Linked DNA regions of Mus musculus: region 2 is linked to region 1. A link is a contact called in public HiChIP or PLAC-seq data. All regions are on one chromosome and are shown on one strand. Each heading gives the region's core, a stretch centred on a gene start, on an enhancer-like site or on the middle of the called end of the contact. The rest is flanking DNA. Distances are from core to core; before and after follow the strand shown. Region 1 overlaps Pag1 (phosphoprotein associated with glycosphingolipid microdomains 1). Region 2 has its middle 57 kb from the start of Pmp2.

The links. HiChIP or PLAC-seq counts read pairs in DNA pulled down with a chosen protein or histone mark.
Region 2: a CTCF HiChIP or PLAC-seq map of the NIH/3T3 cell line shows a contact between it and region 1, with 5 read pairs. The contact joins two enhancer-like sites.

The regions. Positions count from the first base shown.
Region 1 is chr3:9,749,410-9,753,911 of GRCm38.p6, forward strand. Pag1 (phosphoprotein associated with glycosphingolipid microdomains 1) reads right to left here. Exons shown (of 9, transcript NM_001195031.1): 3 at 3,004-3,077. Among named protein-coding and RNA genes, the nearest start is that of Pag1, 82 kb to the right of the region's middle. Within about 2 kb of position 1,897, at least 156 of the 459 cell types and tissues checked have an H3K27ac peak or open chromatin away from gene starts, as enhancers often do. A contact at or near this core is called in the NIH/3T3 cell line, where this site is marked.
Region 2 is chr3:10,124,434-10,128,634 of GRCm38.p6, forward strand. No RefSeq gene overlaps it. Among named protein-coding and RNA genes, the nearest start is that of Pmp2, 57 kb to the right of the region's middle. Within about 2 kb of position 1,743, at least 79 of the 459 cell types and tissues checked have an H3K27ac peak or open chromatin away from gene starts, as enhancers often do. A contact at or near this core is called in the NIH/3T3 cell line, where this site is marked.

The sequences.
Region 1 (4,502 bases), core at 647-3,146:
ATAATAAAACATTTTAAGGAGAAAAAAAAGACTCCTTTGAACACACCTTGGGAGGGTCTGGGTTAAGATGAGACCCCAGGAATCAGGTGAGGAACGGAAATGGCCACATGTTATCGGCTGACACATCAGTGTCAGCTGCGGTGCTCTTGAAGGTGGTAAGTCACAATGTAGTAAGGAGCCCAGTCTCCCAGTGAGGGCACTGGGCCTGTTGGGAATCCTGTGCAGTCACCTGTGGTACAGTGTACCATGAGGGTCGTGACGGAAATGTTGGAATTTTGTTTTTTAATGATCATGTGCCCACTGTAGACAGAAGAAGACTATAAATTATTTTTCTACAGACGTAAGCACAATCAGACAAAGGCCATGCTTCCAAACACGATGATGGACCATACGGTGTACGCCTCCGTGGAGGTGACTGTTTACAGGTTGTTCACAGATCCCGCTCAGCGGGCTCTGGTCCGGTCCAGGGGCCCCGATGATGGTCAGTTACACACACACTAAGCCAGATCCCACAGCTGCTGGACGCCAGCGCTGACTCTGCTCTTGCCTCTCAGGTCCTTATGGACTCTGAACTGCTGAATCCCCAGTTAAATGGGCATCCTCACCATCACACCAGGGTAGCTATGCAGATTATCCCGCCCTTCCCAGGAGCCATAAATTATCTGTCAAACAAGAAAACACCATGCAGCCTTTGGGGTGGTTTCTGTCATAACCATTTCTCTTCACAGTGGGTAAGGATGCCTTGCCCCAATGTTCACACAACACCCTTCTTCTCTTCCCTTCAGGTCAGCTGCAGCTAAAAGGATCTAGCTGCCTGTGAGCTCCTTCCTATCCCTGTCCCTTTTATGATGAGCTGTGCTCACAGGTGTGAAAAGCCAGGAGCCAAGGACAGTGACACTGCTCAGGCCTGGAGTCTCAGTGGTTCTAGGAGCCTCAAGAGAAACAATGATAGGCCAGCAGGTCCTCTGAAGGTATCCTTGCCACACAAGCAACACCTCCACAGACCGCCAGACACAGGCAGGAGTGGCTGGCCCTGCGTCTCTCGTATGCCTCCATACAATGCCATATTCTACCCCACACCCTCAGCAATCCTGTATATTTATATAAAAATTTTATATTAAAAACAGGTTATCTAAAATGCATCCATTGGAATAAAAAAAGGAGGTGGAGAAGGTTGAAGAGCTTAGTTATTTTTATTGGTATCTGTTATTCAGTCCCAAACACTGTCATATCAATGTACTCCTCTATGTCCTGCCTATGCTCACCCATCACCATCATTATTACCGTGGTTTGTAATAGTCAGGATGCAATGCAGACTCTCAGCACACCAGGCACATTGCTGCCGCTGAGCTCTAGCTCCTGTCCTCCTTTCACACAATCCAGATTGCAGAAACTCCTTCTGAAGTTGGGGTCTTTAAAAGTTATGCACGTTCTCTGTGTGTCACACCGCGGGTGGTACTCTCACCGTGTCCCTGCCATACACTGATTACTGTCTGCACATAATTGTTCCCAGGAGCTCCAAGCTAACACTGCTGGCACTGATAGGAGTGCTGATGTACAAGGAGCAAGCCTCGAGGCTGTCTGCAGCGCGCAGGATGTCTTTCTGAATTTCTAGGATTGAAATGCTTGATGCCACAGCTTAGATGGGCACCCTACTCTCATAAGGACCTTTTATGTAATACATGCATAATGCAGTGTGAAGAAAGGAACCAAGGAAAATGTTTTCCTAAATTATAACTTGCATCTTGGTAATGAGAAGCTATTAAAATGTATTTAAAAAAAATCCCCAAGCTGATGTGTTTCTTAGAATTCAGCGGTTCCCACTGCTCTGCTCGCATTCTGTATGCACAGCAGAGATCCCTGCCAAGACTATTACAGTGAGCAAACAATGTCCTCTCTGTCAGAGCCGAGAATGAATAGTATCACAAAATTCTCTTCCAACTTACAGCCTACACTTCCCCCAACCCTTCTGAGAACTGCCAGGGAGGGGGAGGCCAGAAGCTGGCTCTCCCCTTCCATCTGAAACTGCTTTCCACAACACCAAGGGTGGAATAATGCCAGCCATATATGATCTTCTAATCAGAGAAAGCAGACAAGAAGATTTCAAATCTAGTTGTGTATTGTTTCATCCCTGCGGATGTGAGTACACAGACACTTTGTAAGGAAAAAGGAAGCGCTTTATCAGATAAAAATCTCAGCCTAGTGAAAATAGCCCTATGCTAAAAACTAAACAGCAAAAGAGGAATTTCATAGAAATGATAGAGCAGTTTGTGTTCAGGGCCTAGGAGGCGAGTCACGAGTGCTGAAGCTGACAATGGGCTCTACTGCTGCCTGTAAGCCTTGGTGCCTACTAAGAATATGATTCACAAAGGGAGAGCCTGGAGCTATTCCTGTGGATGTGCAAGGTGAGGGTGGCCCACTCCACTAGGATCTGAGGTCTGCCTGTGTCTCCCCCTCAGCTCCTCTTTAGAAGTGGTATTAAGGACATTATCTTCTAAAATGAGACATTTATAAAGCATTTTGTATGAACCACTGAAAGGCTAACTTGGTGTGCATTTTCAGGGACCCCCCCCCCCACGCAGAGATTTCTTAAATTCTTTTCTTATTTGTTAAGTCTTAGTTGGTACAAAGCATTGGTCCAGGATCACCTGCATGACACATACAGAATGGATACTTTATTTGACCTCTAGTTAGAATCCCTCCACTATTTCATCATAAAGGAATGAATGCAATTTTCAGTCTAAACACTAGGACTCTCCCCGCTCCCTCTTTTCCCACACACTTGCTGCCCAGTCCCATGACCTCCCAGGGCGGGATGGTCTTCTTCTGCTGATACTTTTAGTGAGGCTGCAGACGGAAGCACCAGCCTCCCTTTCTTCTCTCTCCCCCTTTCACTCAGCCCTAGTCTGCAGCAGACAGACCATCAACTCTCCATGCTCCCACTGTCGTCTGAAACTGCAAGGCATGTGTTCCCTCCCTTCTTCCTATGACGGCCACAATTACCTTGGAGAAACGGTTGTCCAGAAGAGGGTTTCGTTCACGTGTCAGTATGCTGGGGTTCTCTCTTCCTTCTTGGCCTGTAACCAAAAAGAAAGAAAGAATGTCTGGGGGGCAGGGAAGGCATGTGGACAGGCTGTGAAAGACGCCTGCCAGCTTGCTGTAGAAAACGCTGGCCTGCGGATCAGACCCTGAGCTCCACATTCCTCTTCAAAGAGGCCGTAGTTTTAACTTCTAAACCAGTGAAAGTGCTGGCGGTACTCAAAACATACAAGGCTTTTCCCCCTGAAGTAACAGCCATGTTATCATTGGATCAAATATAAAGCAATTGACTTTTTTTTCCTCAAAGTCTTTCTAGTTTGTGACAGATAAATCTGTAAATTACCATATTACAATTAAAATCAAGTAAGTGCTACCTACATTTGAGATAAAAACTCAGAATTTATATGAAAAGAACATTCCTGCTTTTGGCGTGGTAAGCCATGACTCAGTTGACTCTTTCCCATAGAAAGGAGGCTGTGTGACTGTCAGGAGCCACGGGCATGCGGATATAGCCTGTGCTCGTTCCATCTTCACCCCACTGTGGAAATGAGAGAGGCAACTGTAGGAAGGCAAGCCCCTCATTGCCGACTCATCAGCTCCCACATCCGGCCACTGGCCCAACCCTTCTCCCATCTTGCATGATTCCTCTCCACCCCAGTTTACATTCTACAACAAATGTCATCTATACTGAATATTTAGTGTACTTAAAAATGATTTATATGTGTGTGAGTGCGTGTGTGCATGTGCGTCCACAGGTCATCTGTGTGGGTGCCAGTGGAGGCTGGGAGCCGTCTCAGAGCCTCTGGAGCTGAAGTTACAGGAAGTTTGAGGCACCAGACTCAGTCCTCTAGAAGAGCAACAAGCACTCTTAGTGAGACCCTGCCTCTCCGGGTGGTGGTGGCATTTAATCCCAGCACCTGGGAGGCAGAGGCAGGTGGACTTACACCATGATGGAGGCGGTGATGGGGGAAGAGGAATGGAGTGAGCGATGAGTTTATTCATATTCTAGTGAATATGAATAGTGAATTATAGCTGCTGACTAAGACCAGGACTTCTCAATTATTTTAGCAGACTGAGGTACAAATTCTATTATGTTTTGTTTTTTAACGTTCAATTGTGAGCAGAACATGGGCCACCTAGATGCATATTTATGGTTGCTCTTTGGATATCATAGTTTCTGAGTGTTTCTTTCTTCTGGTGCAGAATCAGACATGACATCATATTAAGATACAACTATTCTTTCCCTGCCAGTTGTCGTGAGAGAAAGGCTGCCTTTGCTTGCAATCCATGCAGCTACATTGTTATTTTCTTATTTTAAAAACAAATCTAAAAATATCAGGAGGCACACAGTCATGGGTTATCTTCCTCTAACCCAACTCCAGGTCTTCTGTGTCAATCACACAAAGTGGGAGGGCCAGGCTTCCTGGGTAAGTGACTTCCTTTGTTCCAGCTTTCACTCCCTT
Region 2 (4,201 bases), core at 493-2,992, 370 kb after region 1:
GCTGCCCCAGGAGGCCACTTAAGTATCTGTGGCCTGCTGCCCCAGGCCATATGGAAGCCTGAGGTTTACATCAATATCCAGGGTCCTTTAATAGGCTGGGGCCAAGTGTTGCTACCTGAAGCCATATTGATGTCTGTGGGTCATACTACTGCTGGTGGGGCATGTGGATGTCTTTGGCCTTTGTGGCAACTGAGGGCTATGGTGGTGTCCATGGCCTGTCTATGGTCTGTTCTGCCATTGGAGACCATGCTGAGGTTCATGTCTTATGCTGCTACAGGAAACCATGTGGAAGTCCACGGTCCCTGTTCCTAAAGGGCAAGGGAGTCCTTTTTGACATGGCATTGATGACTAGAGACTCATAGTTGAGAAAGAGGGGCATAGAAGGGACATGTGACAATTCCAACCTCCATGCTATCCCACTACTCAAAAACAGTAACAGTCTAGACAGAAAGTCATCAAAGAGAACTCTTAAAAATTGTGATAAGGATGCTGAAGTATAGCTCTCCAGAACTGATGGTTTCTGATGGGGCTGCAGCTAGGACAGACTCAGGTTGTTTTGTTTTAAAGGGGCTGGCCACTGGGAAATTGGCTATGCTTCTGTGAATAGATGGGCAACACCATCTGGACTTGTTTTCCTCTCCCCCTCCTCCTTCTTCTCTTCTTCTCCCTCCTCCTTCTTTCTTTTTTATGGGGGATCACAAAGGCAGGGGCAGGCTTAGGAGGACTAGAACACAAGTTTAATCTGGGTTCGTAATGTGAAATTCTCAATAAAAATATTATGGAAAAAGACAACTTCCATAAAGAATGTAGATATGAAATTTTCTCCCTAAATTGTAGGGGTGAACAGGGATGAGTTCCTTAAATAAAATACTGAGGAATAAGATGACGAAGCTGAGAGTATCATATTCCTCAGCCCCTTGCCTGGCCTCTAGCAGAGTTTTGAATGATCAGTTTTGTTTTCTGTGAATATAACACATAACAGATAACATTCATGTACACACGTGGCGTGTGCCTCTCATGCTGCTCTGACACTAGTGAAACATGAGGCAGAAAGAACATGAGCCCATTGGATTCCACATGAGTGCTGTCAGAGCAAACCCACGGATAGTGCTGTGGTTATACAAGGGAAAATGATTCAGCCTTTAAAAAGAATGAAATCCTGTCATTTGCAATAATATTCATAAACTTAGGTGACTCTAAGTGAAAGAAGTCAGGGAGAAAGAACAAAAAATGAGTCTGACTTATTTCTGGAATCTGATCCAGTTGAACTTGGAGAAACACCCAATAGAATGTTGTTGCAAAGGCTGAGGTGGGGGAATATTGTTTGCAAAAGAAGAAATAAATGATAAATATTTAAGAGGATGGGTAAGGCAATTTTATCAATTGCTCCATACAGAATATGTCTATTTTATAAAATACTCCATAGGTATGGAATTATAATTTTGAAAAGATAATAACAATACATTTTTATAAATACATAGACCTATCTCTAAATCTGGTGCTGATACTTCTGGCCTGAGACCTTCAGGTAAATTGATGATCCTCTTTAAAGCCACTTCTTTCTTTTTTAAATTCATAAAACAGGAAAATAAAATCTAGATCTATAAGTCTTACAGGAATGAAACGAGATGTTTGTAGACTGCTTGGCCCTGGTCAGCCTTTGTCATGTATAATTAGTGTTCCAGAAATGCCCATAGTGGAAATATTTTGTGGTCATTTGTCCAGGATTTTCTTGATAGCTGGAATTCCATTTTAATGATGAGTTCTTGGCAGCACATCCTCTTAGTGTGTTAAGTCACACATCTGCACTGTACTATTCTTCTCAGACAAGACGCCTGTAAAGTGAATGATGGAGGAGCTGGATCCTCTGCCTGAGTTCTCTCATGCAGTCTGTCCTCCAGATGAACCCAGAAAGAGACACAGAAGATGACAACAAATAGGGTGACCTGTCACACTGCCCAGTAACTGTTAAGAAGCAAAATTGTAGAACAGACATGGAAGGACAAAGACTAAAGTCAAGGCTTTGGTAAAGAGGTCTATTAGCCAGCATGGCAGATGAATACAAATGTCACCCACAATCAAGGCATTGTATATTCTGAAATAGTCTAGAATTAATAAAAGTGTCATCTGGAACCATATCTCGGTCTCTGTTCCATTCTTTAATCTTGAGCAACTTTCATGGTGTCTGACTCTCTCTCTCTTTTCTGCTCACAGTGGGGATGGCAATGGTCTTCACAGACTGGCTAGGCGAAGGATCTGAGTACAACTCCTGCCATGGCTTAAAGATGGTAGCACCCTCCAACTATTGAAGTCACATCTCCAGCTTTGTTCTTTCAGTCCTGCTCAGCTTGCCTAACAATGCAACTGAAAACCCAGATGTGCCTGGAAGAACCCAGATGCATGTAAATCTCATGAATTATTACAATATTTAACTTTATTCTCCATTACTTTCACTATAACACATAGTTTTTTAAGACCTCTTGTGTCCAAAGAAACGGTGTCTACAGCAAAGAAACCCCGATTATGCAGTGAAAAGGAGGGCAGAGGATGCCAGAGGACGGAGTGTTGTATTTTTGGGAAAGCCTTAACAGGAACATTAGACTGGAACTGCTGCCAACGCTCTTCATCATGCCAGGAGGGGATCGGATCAAATGGGAGACACCATGGAGACCAGGAAAGAACTGCAAAGAGCTCCTGGCTAGCTCTCAATTCTGAGTTCTCATTAACAGTCATGAAAAACAGACAAGCCTGTCGTGTTCCAGAGCCTTCCGATTTGTGTGAGAGGAGGTTATAGAAAAAGAGTTGCTTGAGATGTCCAGTCACGCCTGGGAACGTCGGTAGGCTGTTTGGTGTGATTCTAATCCTGATCACAGTTTGGGGTACACAAACCACCATCTGCTGTCATGATTTGTCTCGGTCCTTTTAACCGGAGTGTTTTAGCAATCACATTGTGGTGCTTTCAGGTAAGACAAATGCTAAAGGCAAATTAGCCCTGTGAATTAAGGAGCCACGCTATGACAATAAGAATTAGCAAGCAGTCTGCAATGTGTGCTTCCTAAGGGACGGTGTTATGGAAAAATCTCAGCATCAATTCCATTAACCAGAGTGCCACTAACAGTTGCCCTACTTCCCTCTTTTCTAAGCAGACAAATGTTACCCTCATTTCCAGGCCTGTTGAGCTTGCCTAACAATGCAACTGCAAACCCTGCTGTACCTGGAAGAACCCAGATGGTCACGTGAAAACTCATCGATGTTGAAGGTCACTGGGTGCACTGATGTTATTTGTAGTTGTCTGTTGCAATTCCCATAAACTGGAAACTCTGCTCAGGTGATGTCTGGTCTAATGCCTCCTCCCTACTAATGCATTGCCAACACTGAAAAAAGAACTCAACAAGTGATGAGGCTTCAGGAAACATGACCAAAGCAAATCATCTCCCTGATTCCTGCTGTCTGTCAAGCACTGAGTCAGGTTCTGAATATGATCAAACTCCAGTACTGGAAATTTCCACAGTATAGAGATCCAGGGGAACACAGAGAAGGAGGTCTGGCCTCTGCTAGTCATACCTTAATGCACAACATGGTGAAAGAAAGAAAGGTGGCTCAACAGGTAATGTCAATTGCCACCAAGCTAATCACCTGAGTTTCATCTCAAGACATACACAGTGTGAGGAGAGAACCGGCTTCTGAAAGTTGTCCTCTGATCTCTACATGTGTATGTCATTGCAACTCTCCCTAAATAAATCAACAAGTAAACAGTTTTGAAAAGAAAGACTTGGGGAGTTACAGTAGGGGGGCAGTTAAGCTGGTAATGGACCAGGATGTAGCAATCAGCAGACAAAGTAGAAGAATGAGACTATTCTAGACAAAAAGAATAGGGTGCTTAGCCAGGCAATGGTGGTACACACATTTAATCCTAGACCTTGGGAGGCAGAGGAGGCTCTAAGTTCAAGACTAGCCTGGTCTACTGAGCGAGTTCCAGGATAGCCGGGGCTACACAAAGAAATCCTTTCTAAAAAAGAGCAAGCAAAAAGAGAAAAGCCAAAACCAAAACCAAACCAAACCAAAACCAAGGTGCTTAAAGTGCTTTGAGGTTTGTGAATCTATAGGAAACCATATGTAAAAAGCATGACCAGCACTCCGGCCCTGTGAGGTGGCTGGCAAAGGCTTGAAAGGCAACCAAAGAGAACTTCAGCCAGTTCAG